Linked DNA regions of Mus musculus: regions 2 and 3 are each linked to region 1. Evidence: chromatin contacts called from public HiChIP or PLAC-seq and promoter capture Hi-C data. All regions are on one chromosome and are shown on one strand. Each heading gives the region's core, a stretch centred on a gene start, on an enhancer-like site or on the middle of the called end of the contact. The rest is flanking DNA. Distances are from core to core; before and after follow the strand shown. Region 1 holds the start of Apba3 (amyloid beta (A4) precursor protein-binding, family A, member 3). Region 2 holds the start of Izumo4 (IZUMO family member 4). Region 3 holds the start of Dot1l (DOT1-like, histone H3 methyltransferase (S. cerevisiae)).

Evidence for each region. HiChIP or PLAC-seq counts read pairs in DNA pulled down with a chosen protein or histone mark. Capture Hi-C pulls out chosen DNA fragments and counts their contacts.
Region 2: a contact with region 1 is called in a promoter capture Hi-C map of pancreatic islet. The contact joins the promoter of Izumo4 here to the promoter of Apba3 in region 1. A contact is called at or near these places in 4 of 39 promoter capture datasets (the HPC-7 cell line, cranial neural crest, embryonic stem cells and 1 more), 5 of 115 datasets of contacts at active chromatin or transcription factors (bone marrow-derived dendritic cells, bone marrow-derived macrophages, embryonic stem cells and 2 more) and 1 of 9 other capture datasets (pancreatic islet).
Region 3: a contact with region 1 is called in an H3K4me3 HiChIP or PLAC-seq map of bone marrow-derived macrophages, with 5 times the contacts expected there. The contact joins the promoter of Dot1l here to the promoter of Apba3 in region 1. A contact is called at or near these places in 5 of 39 promoter capture datasets (the SN4741 cell line, cranial neural crest, erythroid cells and 2 more), 2 of 115 datasets of contacts at active chromatin or transcription factors (bone marrow-derived macrophages and pancreatic cancer cells) and 1 of 9 other capture datasets (liver).

Annotation. Positions count from the first base shown.
Region 1 is chr10:81,266,721-81,269,730 of GRCm38.p6, forward strand. It overlaps Apba3 (amyloid beta (A4) precursor protein-binding, family A, member 3), which reads left to right and starts at 1,452. Exons shown (of 11, transcript NM_018758.2): 1 at 1,452-1,599; 2 at 2,059-2,741; 3 at 2,825-2,864. The coding sequence starts at 2,175. Mrpl54 (mitochondrial ribosomal protein L54) reads right to left here and starts at 206. Exons shown (of 3, transcript NM_025317.2): 1 at 53-206. The coding sequence starts at 170.
Region 2 is chr10:80,701,095-80,704,104 of GRCm38.p6, forward strand. It overlaps Izumo4 (IZUMO family member 4), which reads left to right and starts at 1,599. Exons shown (of 10, transcript NM_027829.3): 1 at 1,599-1,865; 2 at 1,955-2,035; 3 at 2,115-2,186; 4 at 2,636-2,662; 5 at 2,759-2,834; 6 at 2,945-2,992. The coding sequence starts at 1,622. It overlaps Mob3a (MOB kinase activator 3A), which reads right to left and starts at 726. Exons shown (of 4, transcript NM_172457.2): 1 at 703-726.
Region 3 is chr10:80,753,583-80,756,592 of GRCm38.p6, forward strand. It overlaps Dot1l (DOT1-like, histone H3 methyltransferase (S. cerevisiae)), which reads left to right and starts at 1,621. Exons shown (of 28, transcript NM_199322.2): 1 at 1,621-1,942. The coding sequence starts at 1,862.

The sequences.
Region 1 (3,010 bases), core at 202-2,701:
CCCCAGCAGCGCTCCGGCCGTACCCACTTTGGTTCCTTCGGAGCCAACTCACCTGGCTTTTTAGCATATTCCCGGATAGAGAATCCTCCAGGTCTTCTGAGGACCGGGAGCGCCCGGGGATGCCAGCGGGCCCACACCCGGGAAGCCCGGAGGAGATGGGCGGCCGCCATGACGCTGGCCGGCCGCTCGCACGTGCAGACTTCCGTGTTACGTCAGCCCTCCAGATCGGCTTTGGAGGTGTTGGAGGCGCCGCGGCCTTCTGGGAAATGTAGTCTTTAAAAAAAAATTTGCCCGACTAACGACTAATTTTAACTTCTGTAGCTATCGACCGTTCAAAGAATATTTCATTAAATTCTTGCCCCCAGTTCAAATGGTGATGGCACACCTTTAATCCCAGTACTCTGGAGATACAGGTAGGAGGATCTCTGAATTCAAGGTTAACCTTGGCTACTGCTTGAGTTCCAGGACAACCAAGGCTACACAAAGAAACCCTGCCTCAGACGATGATGACGACAACAACAACAAGTATTTAGATCTTTATTTACTTTAAATGTCACAGCAAAATCATGCTTATATCCCTTGTGGAATTTTTGAAAGCTTAAAAGTTAGGACAGTCAGTTGTGATGTGGAGGTGGAGGCAAGAGAATCAGGAGTTTGGGTCGATCTGTCCTACACAGCAAGTTTGAGGTCAGCCTTGGCTATATGAGATCTTGGCTTAAACATATGGGTAGCTGAGAATGATGGGAGTGATGAACCCCAGCTTAATCCCCACACTTGGGAGGCAGAGGTAGGTAGATGCCTGTGAGTTCCTGGCCAGCCTACTCTACATAGTGATACGTATGTGTTCTATTCACTAATAGAAAAAAGTGGGGTTTGGTGATTGGGGCTTCGTAGCAGAAATGGAGGCTGGATGCACACAGGAAGCTGAGGCAGGAGGATCAGGAGTTTGAAGCCAGCCTAGGCTACATGAGACTCTCAAGAATAAATAGACTAGTACTAGAATCTTCTAGACTCATTGCTAACAAACCTAACCAGGTGAACTCTTTTTAGATCACACAGTTAAGTTTAGGAATTATCATTGTCCCTAATCTATATGTAGGACCGTGATGCAAATTCCAGTGTCAACTCAAGTCTAGATTGTACCGTTATAGATCCTTACTGGGATACAAAGTGGAAGTCCGTCCTCAATAACTTCCATTCCCACTTTTCCTTTGCACTCCAAATTTTCAAGTCATGGCTCTCTTTACCATCCCTGGTTTCTGCCCATGTCCTACCTCAGCCGTTACACTCTGAAGTGATGCAGAACCCGATTTTAGAAAAGAAAAGCCAGTTTGAGCCTCGCCTCCGTTCTTGTAGTCTCGGGATTCGAACCTGAGCTCTACTATCTATACTGCAACACTGGCGAGTCCCCGGAAGGAGAGAGAGCGGACTCGAGGACTACATTTCCCAGCAGGCCGTTTGAGAGTGTGTATGCGCAATAGTCCTGGATGGTGCAGTGACCGATGATCCGGTTCCAAAGCTGGGATCCCAGAGAGCTGCTGACTCTTCTGGAAGGACGGGCGGACCGTCCGGACAATCCTGCCCGGGCCGGAGACACAGGTACTGCGGGCCGTGCGGGACTGGACAGGCTCCCGTGGGTGACCCAAGGGCAGTGTCTGAGTTCTGAGACTGAAATCTGAGTTCTGGGGACGGAGCCTGAGTTTCAAGGGTCAGAGCCTGAGTTCTAGGGGCTAGAGGCTGAGTTCTCAGGACCAGTGCCTGAATTCTGGGGCAACAGCCTGAGTTCCACGACCTAAAGCCTGAGTTTTGGGGCTGGAGCCTGAGTTCTAGGGTCCGGAGCCTGGGTTTTTGAGACCAGAGCCTGAGTTCTAGAGACAGAAGCCTGAGTTCCCGGGGGCAGTGCTTGAGTTCCCAGGGGCAATGCCTGAGTTCCATAGCCGCAGCCTCAGTTCTAGTGTCTGTTGCTTGAGTTCTGAGGTCTGGAGCCTGAGATCTGGGGCAGGCACCTGAGTTCTTTGCTGGCTTCTGTGTAAAATGGGGTCCTTTCCTCCTGGGCAGGCCCCATGGGGATGGAATCTGTCACCTGTAGGACCATGGCTTGCCTACGAGATCCACACTCAGAGCCCTCATCTTCCAGCTTGGTGACAATGCCGGCCTGAACCTGGGTCTCAGACATGGAGTTCCTGCCAGGACCCCAGCATCCCCCAGGGCCCCCAACCATGGACTTGGAGGAGCCCAAAGGCCCCGAGGTGCCCTCTGAGAACCACCCCTCTAACACCCAGTCGGCCTTAGGGCCTGGAGGCCCTGTCACCCTGAGTGAGATGGAGCTGGACACATCCAGTGTGCAGGAGCTGGTTCAGCAGCTAGAAGCTCTACCCAGCGACCTGGGTGGCCCATTCCCAGATGGAGCCCCCTGTCCCCTGCACATTGCTACCGGCCAAGGACTTGCCACCCAGGAGAACCCAGATGCTGGTGGGCTCTTGTCGGCCGAGGCAGGCGGGGACGACCTTCTGGGTCTGCTGAGGGATGAGGCCTCTTCGCCTGCCCAATCTGTCCCCCAAGATCCTGCACAGACTGCACCCCGCCTTCTGCAGCCGCCAGAGGACCCTGATGGGGACCCGGGATGGATGGAAGGGGCATCAGCAGAGCCAGCAGACAGCAGGAGCTCCAGCAGTTCCCCGGAGCCCTGGCTGGAGACAGCACCCCTGGTGACACAGCAGGAACCACCTGTGGGTACCCAGGTAATAGTGCTCGCCTCTCTGACCTCTGACTTCTGACCCTCAGCCATGACTGGGGACTCAGCCCTGCACCTCTTATCTTCCAGAGCCGGGAGACCCTGGCCTCGTGCCCTGCCGTCACCGAGGGTGAGTGTCCATTTTTACACAGAAATCAGAATGTCCTAGAACAGCCCAAAAATGGGCTCTCAAGTAATGACACAAAGTTTGCCAGTGATGATCAAGGTCTAGAGAGGACTGAATGAGAGCAGATCTTAGACGGCCAAAGAGGTGAC
Region 2 (3,010 bases), core at 349-2,848, 570 kb before region 1:
ACGTGGAGCTCTGGAATAATAATTGCCCTGCCTTAACACTATGCCAACCTCTACTTGACTGTAGGCACTTTATTCTATGGAGCCTAGGGAAGGGGTGGAGGCAGGAGGGAAGAGAAAAGGCAAAGTTATTGGCGCAGACCTTTAATCTCAGCGTTCAGGAGGCACAGGCAGGGTGATCTCGCTGAGTTCCAGGATAGCCTGGGCTAAATATAAAAGGAAAGAATTAAAGAAAAGAAAAGAAAAGAAAAGAAAAAAGAAAAAGAAACTGCGGCCAAAGTTAACTTTCTGTGATCTGTTTTTGAGTCTCTCCATCCAGCCTTTCAATGGCTTATTTAGGGGAGGCCGAGGAGTGCTGAAGAGGCAGAAGTAGGGATAGAACCCAGGGCTTTCTACACACAAGGCAAATGCTTCACTCCAGAGCAAGAGCCCAGACCTTCAATGAAGTTTAACAGAAACGTGATCATTTCAAACAAATGAGTCAGCGGAGATGGGAAGGAGGATCCTATCCAGCCGCTGGAGGCTAGCCTGTGCTATCTAGGACCTCAAATATTAAACACGCTTTTGATCCATGACGCTTCCTTTCTCCCTCCTTTTGACAGATCCAGGTCCCCAGCGCCCACTCTGGGCCGGTCGCTGGACACTGTCACCCTGAGGGATGAAGTCCCGCTGCCCGCCGCCCGCCTTGGCCCTCGGAGGACCCACCTGGCTGTCCGGAACCGTCTCTCGCTTCGCCCAGTCTCCGGCCGCGCCCGCAGAGGGACACGCCCGCGGAGGGACACGCCGCACGCCCCGCCCAGGCCGCGCCCGCCAGCCGGATTTACTTCCCTTAAAGGGAAGCAGCCCGGATGGAGGTGTGGCGCCCGAGTTCGGAGGATCACGGTGTGAAAGGCAGGCGGCACTCCGCGCCCCTGGAGACCAGGACGGGCGCTGCTAATTGGCTGTAGTGGAGCGGATGAGGGGCGGGACGAGCCCTCCCTCGCTGGCTCGGGAACTGGCGCCAGCCCAAAGCGCATGCGTAAGGCGCTGTGGATGGGGTGGAGCCTGGGGACAGACTGGCATTACCAGTTGCCAATTGTAACTGGAGAGATTCAGTTACACTCTCCTGGGGAGATCCAGTAGAGCCAGCCCTGGGACAGAAGTCCGGATGGCGGTGGGGTGGGTGTGGTGACAGGCTAGAAAGGGGTGGAGCCATCCGTGGGCGGTACCAGGCCTGTAGGCGGAACCAGGCCTGGGACAGGAGTCTAATCGGGGCCTGGCCAGGTAGGGGCGGAGCCATCCGTGGGCAGGCGCTGTCTTTTTTTTTTTTTTCGAGACAGGGTTTCTCTGTGTAGTCCTGGCTGTCCTGGAACTCACTTTGTAGACCAGGTTGGCCTCGAACTCAGAAATTCGCCTGCCTCTGCCTCCCAAGTGCTGGGATTAAAGGCTTGCGCCATCAGGCCCGGTGGGCGGGACATGTCTAAGCGGGGCGGGACCAGAGTTGGAAGCATGATCAGGCCCGGGCAGGGGATGGCGCGGCCAGGGTCCACAGCGCGAGCTGTTGGTTGGTGCGGCGTGGCAGGGCGTGGCGCGGGAGGCACCGTTGGTTGGTGCGCGGCTGGAGGGTGCGGCGCTGGCGGCGCCGATGTTTGGGCAAGGCAGGCTGGGCCAGGCCATGGCCCTGCTGTTGTTTCTGGGCATGACAGCGGCGCTGGCCCGGGGCTGCCTGCAGTGCGACCCCAATTTCGCGGAGAAGTTCTCCTTCTATCGTCACCACGTGAACCTCAAGTCGTGGTGGGTGGGTGACATTCCTGTGTCGGGGATGCTGCTCTCCGATTGGATCCAGAACACGATGAAGGAGCTCCATCTGGCCATTCCTGCTGAGATCAGTGAGCGGCGGAACCCATTCCAGGGTCAGAAGAGCAGCAGGGAACCGGGCAGGGCCACTCATTTGCTTGCTTTTTCCTCCTGCCCTTAGCCCGGAAGAAGCTATATCAAGTAGCAGAAGCCGTGTACCAGAGGATGGACCAGCTGTACCAGGGGAAGATGTACTTCCCAGGTAAAAAGAGAAACAGGTGGGGCCGGTGCGAGCTGCTACGCACCTGAACTTGACCGTTCTGCTGTGACTCTCACATCAGGGTATTTCCCCAATGAGCTGCGGGCCATCTTCCGGGAGCAAGTGCGCCTCATCCAGAACGCCATCATAGAGAGTGAGCAGTGGGCTCCACAGAGGGGAAGATGATCATGGCCGCTGGCACTTCAGGGCTAGGGGCACTGGAAACAGGGCTCAGGGAGGAGTGACTCTGCAGGAGGCCCTTTTGCATAAATGTTTGCTAGCATGCCCATCACCCCCTTATTTCTGTCAAACTAGTCTCCTGGTGGCACCTAGGAACAATGGAACCATCCTTCCCTTAGGTTATCCCCATCTTTCACTGCAACTGACCCCTTCCTACATCCATGAAACTCATGTAGCACAAGCGTGTAATCCCAGCACTCAGAAATGAGGGAACGAGGCAAGAAGATTGCCACAAATCACAAGGCAGCCTAGGCTACCTTCTCTGTGCTAGGGTATCCTGGGCTACAAAAACAAGTGGGGCTGAGGTGTTGAGCTCTGGGCCTTGTCAGAAAGCACTATCCTGTTATGTCCTCCCCTCCCCAGGCCGCATTGACTGTCAGCGTCACTGTGGTAAGTGAACCATGGTCCAGGCTAAGGGCCACAGTGGCAGTGGCCCAGGCTGGGGAGGGCCCAGGGGAGTCTGGGGCTGCTTCTCATATATTGCAGGTATCTACCAGTACGAGACCATCTCCTGCAGCAACTGCACGGACTCCCACGTCATTTGCTTTGGCTACTACTGCAAGTATGGCTCATGCAGCAATCCCACTGCCCCTGGGGTCCTAGGCAAGGAAGGGGACCAGGGCCTTGGGGATACCCCACCACCAAGTCTTGTGTTCCCCCCCCCCACCCCAGGTCATCGGCACAGTGGGAGTCAGCTGTACAGGGCCTTCTGAAATACATGTGAGCTGGGGCTTATTG
Region 3 (3,010 bases), core at 371-2,870, 510 kb before region 1:
AGACACCCCAGAAGAGGGAGTCAGATCTCATTATGGATGGTTGTGAGCCACCATGTGGTTGCTGGGATTTGAACTTCGGACCTTTGGAAGAGCAGTAAGGTGCTCTTACCCACTGAGCCATCTCACCAGCCCATGTAAGGCATTTTCTTAATTAGTGATCAAGGGGGGAGGTCCCCTTGTGAGTGGTGCCATCCCTGGGCTGGTAGTCTTGGGTTCTATAAGAGAGCAAGCTGCAGCCAGGGCTACACAGAGAAACCCTGTCTTGGGAAAAAAATGTATTTAAGAGAGAGAGAGAGAGAGAGAGAGAGAGAGCGCAAGCTGAGCAAGCCAGGGGAAGCAAGCCAGTAAAGAACATCCCTCCATGGCCTCTGCATCAGCTCCTGCTTCCTGACCTGCCTGAGTTCCAGTCCTGACATCCTTTGGTGATTAACAGCAATGTGGAAGTGTAAGGTGAATAAACCCTTTCCTCCCCAACTTGCTTCTTGGTCCTGATGTTTGTGCAGGAATAGAAGCCCTGACTGAGACACCAAGCTACAGAGTCTTTTACCACGTCATTTAGTTTTGGAACGAGGGCTCACTGAGTTGCCCAGGCTGGCCCGGAATTTACTTGGTAGCTCAGCATGGCTTCTAGCTCCGGATCCTTCTTTTGGGGGCTGGCAAGCGCTAGGATGAGGGGTGGGAGCCATCTCCCCTAGATTACATTCACTCCCATGTAGTCAGGAAGAAGAAGCAGCTATCCAGAAGCGGCTGGTGAGCTGGTGACAGCTCACCTCAAGGTAACTTATTCTCAGAAGGTTTTGGGGGGAGGGAACTTAAGTATTAGAAGGATTGGAATGGCCTAAGAAGGAAATAAGTTTGGCTCCTGACTCTGTAAAGTTCTGGGCAGGTCAGAGAATAACATTGCTTTGAACTCTTAATTGAGAGCCTCCGACCTATAGGGTCCAATTTGACTGATGATTTATTAATTAACTTATTGCTCACATCTTTAATCCCAGCTCTCAGGAGGCAGAGGCAGGTGGATTTTGGTAAATTCGAGGTCAGACTGGTCAACAGAATGAGTTCCTGGACAGCCAGGGACACCCTGTCTCAAAAAAAAAAAAAAAAAAAAAAGCATGTAAATAAACAATAAGCAGATAGGCTAGAAAAGTGAAAAAATAGAAAAGCTAAAGAAGGGGAAAAATTGAAAAATGAAAAAAAAAAGAAAGAAAGAAAAAGCCAGAAAAACAGAAAAAGAAAATTGACGGGAAGGGAAGAGAAAGAAAAAGAACAGGAAATGGAAAGAAAAGAAAAAAGCAAAGCAAAGCGAAGGGACGCGAAGCAAGCCTGTGCAACTGGGATTTGAACTTGACCCCGCCTGGTCTCTCTCGCTTTCCTCCGCAGGGTTTCCCCGGGTCCCCGCTTCCGGCTGGCGGCGACGTCGGAGGGCAACCGAGGACGTGCGTGCGCCGCTGCGTGCGTAAGTGCGTGCGTCGGTCGGAGGAGGGCGAGTCCAAGGGGGCGTGGCGTGCGAGGGGTGGCGCGCGCGGCGCGGCGGGCGGAGGCTCTGGGCGCGCACCGCCTCTTGGCTCCCGGCCTCCCCCGCGCGCGCTCGCCGAGTGGTTCCGCCCGACCCCCCGGCTCATTGTGCCTTCTCCTCACGCCGGCCCAAGATGGCGGCGGCTCTAGACGCCCCGGCTCTGTGACTCCTACAAAGAGGGGAGCTGGGGCCACACGGGAGCGGCGGCCGAGGCACAGGCCGGGCCGTCTGTCCTCAGCCGTCCGCCCCGCGTCCGCCCGTGTCCGCCCGCCCGGCTTCCCGCCGGTGGCCCCGCCCCTCCCCCAACCGCCCGCCTAGCATGGTGCGGCGGCCGCGCGCGCCGACATGGGCGAGAAGCTGGAGCTGAGGCTCAAGTCGCCTGTGGGCGCCGAGCCCGCCGTCTACCCGTGGCCGCTGCCGGTCTACGTGAGTGTACTTGCGGAGAACGCGGGGGTAGGAGTCGTGGGGCTCCGCGGCGGCAGCGGCGGCGGCGGCGGGTCCTTGGCCGTTCTCGGCCCGCGCCTGCCGTTGCCCTGACGCGGCCGGTCGCGTTGTCGCCGCCGCCGGCCCGGAGCCCCGCGTCTCCAGCCTTTGAGGACCTGAGTCTGGACCGACCTTGTGGGCAGGGGTGTAGAGACTGAGAAGTCGGGGATTCCTTGCCTTTCGTGGCGACCCCTCATGTTGTCACCTCAAATTGTCACCTCACGTGCCCTCTTCCAGTCATCTGTTTCTTATCCTGATGCCTTCTCCTATTGTCCTCTATGCCCTTTCTCGTTGTCACCTTTTGATGTTCATGGGCAGGTGCTAAAAAGAACCCTAGGAAGTCAGGGGGAGGTTGGCCCTTGGGTTTGGGTTGTCCCCCCACGTTCGTGGAGTGGTAGGAGGGCTCCGAATAGTTGTTTCTTCATGTCAGGGTGCCCGGCTGAAAGAACCTGAGAAGTTAGAGAGGTTGTCATCTCAATTTGTACCTCATGTGTCGTTTGACGTTGGTGGATTGGCCTGGAGGTACATTGGAATGCTGGAGCAGTTGTTTCTTAATGTTGGTGGCATGGCTAGAGGGGACTTAGGGAGTCTGGAGGTTGTCCTCTCATGCTGGTGGGTAGAGCTGGTGCGACTCTGCAAAGCTGGAGGTGTTATCCCTTAAAGTGGAAGTGCCAGAGGCAAGTGGGTTCTGAAGTCCAGGAGGGCCTGCGGAGGTCAGTGTACTGTCCCCTTGTGGCCCTTTGTATGCTTTGAGTAGAAGATACAGCAGTGGGGTTCCCTGGTGCTGCTGAGTTCACATCCTCACTGGGGTCCCAGGGAACATGTGTGTCCTGGGATGCCCTTGCACCTGTCCTCTGCCTCTTCGAATTAGGCAGCCCTGTGTGTCCTTGAACATTCCCACAAGTGTCCACTCAACTCTCCTGAGGTCAGCAAGATGGCTCAGCAACAGTCTTATAATCTGAGTTCCATGTTTGGGACATGGGCAGAAGGGAGAGTACCAACTTCCACAAG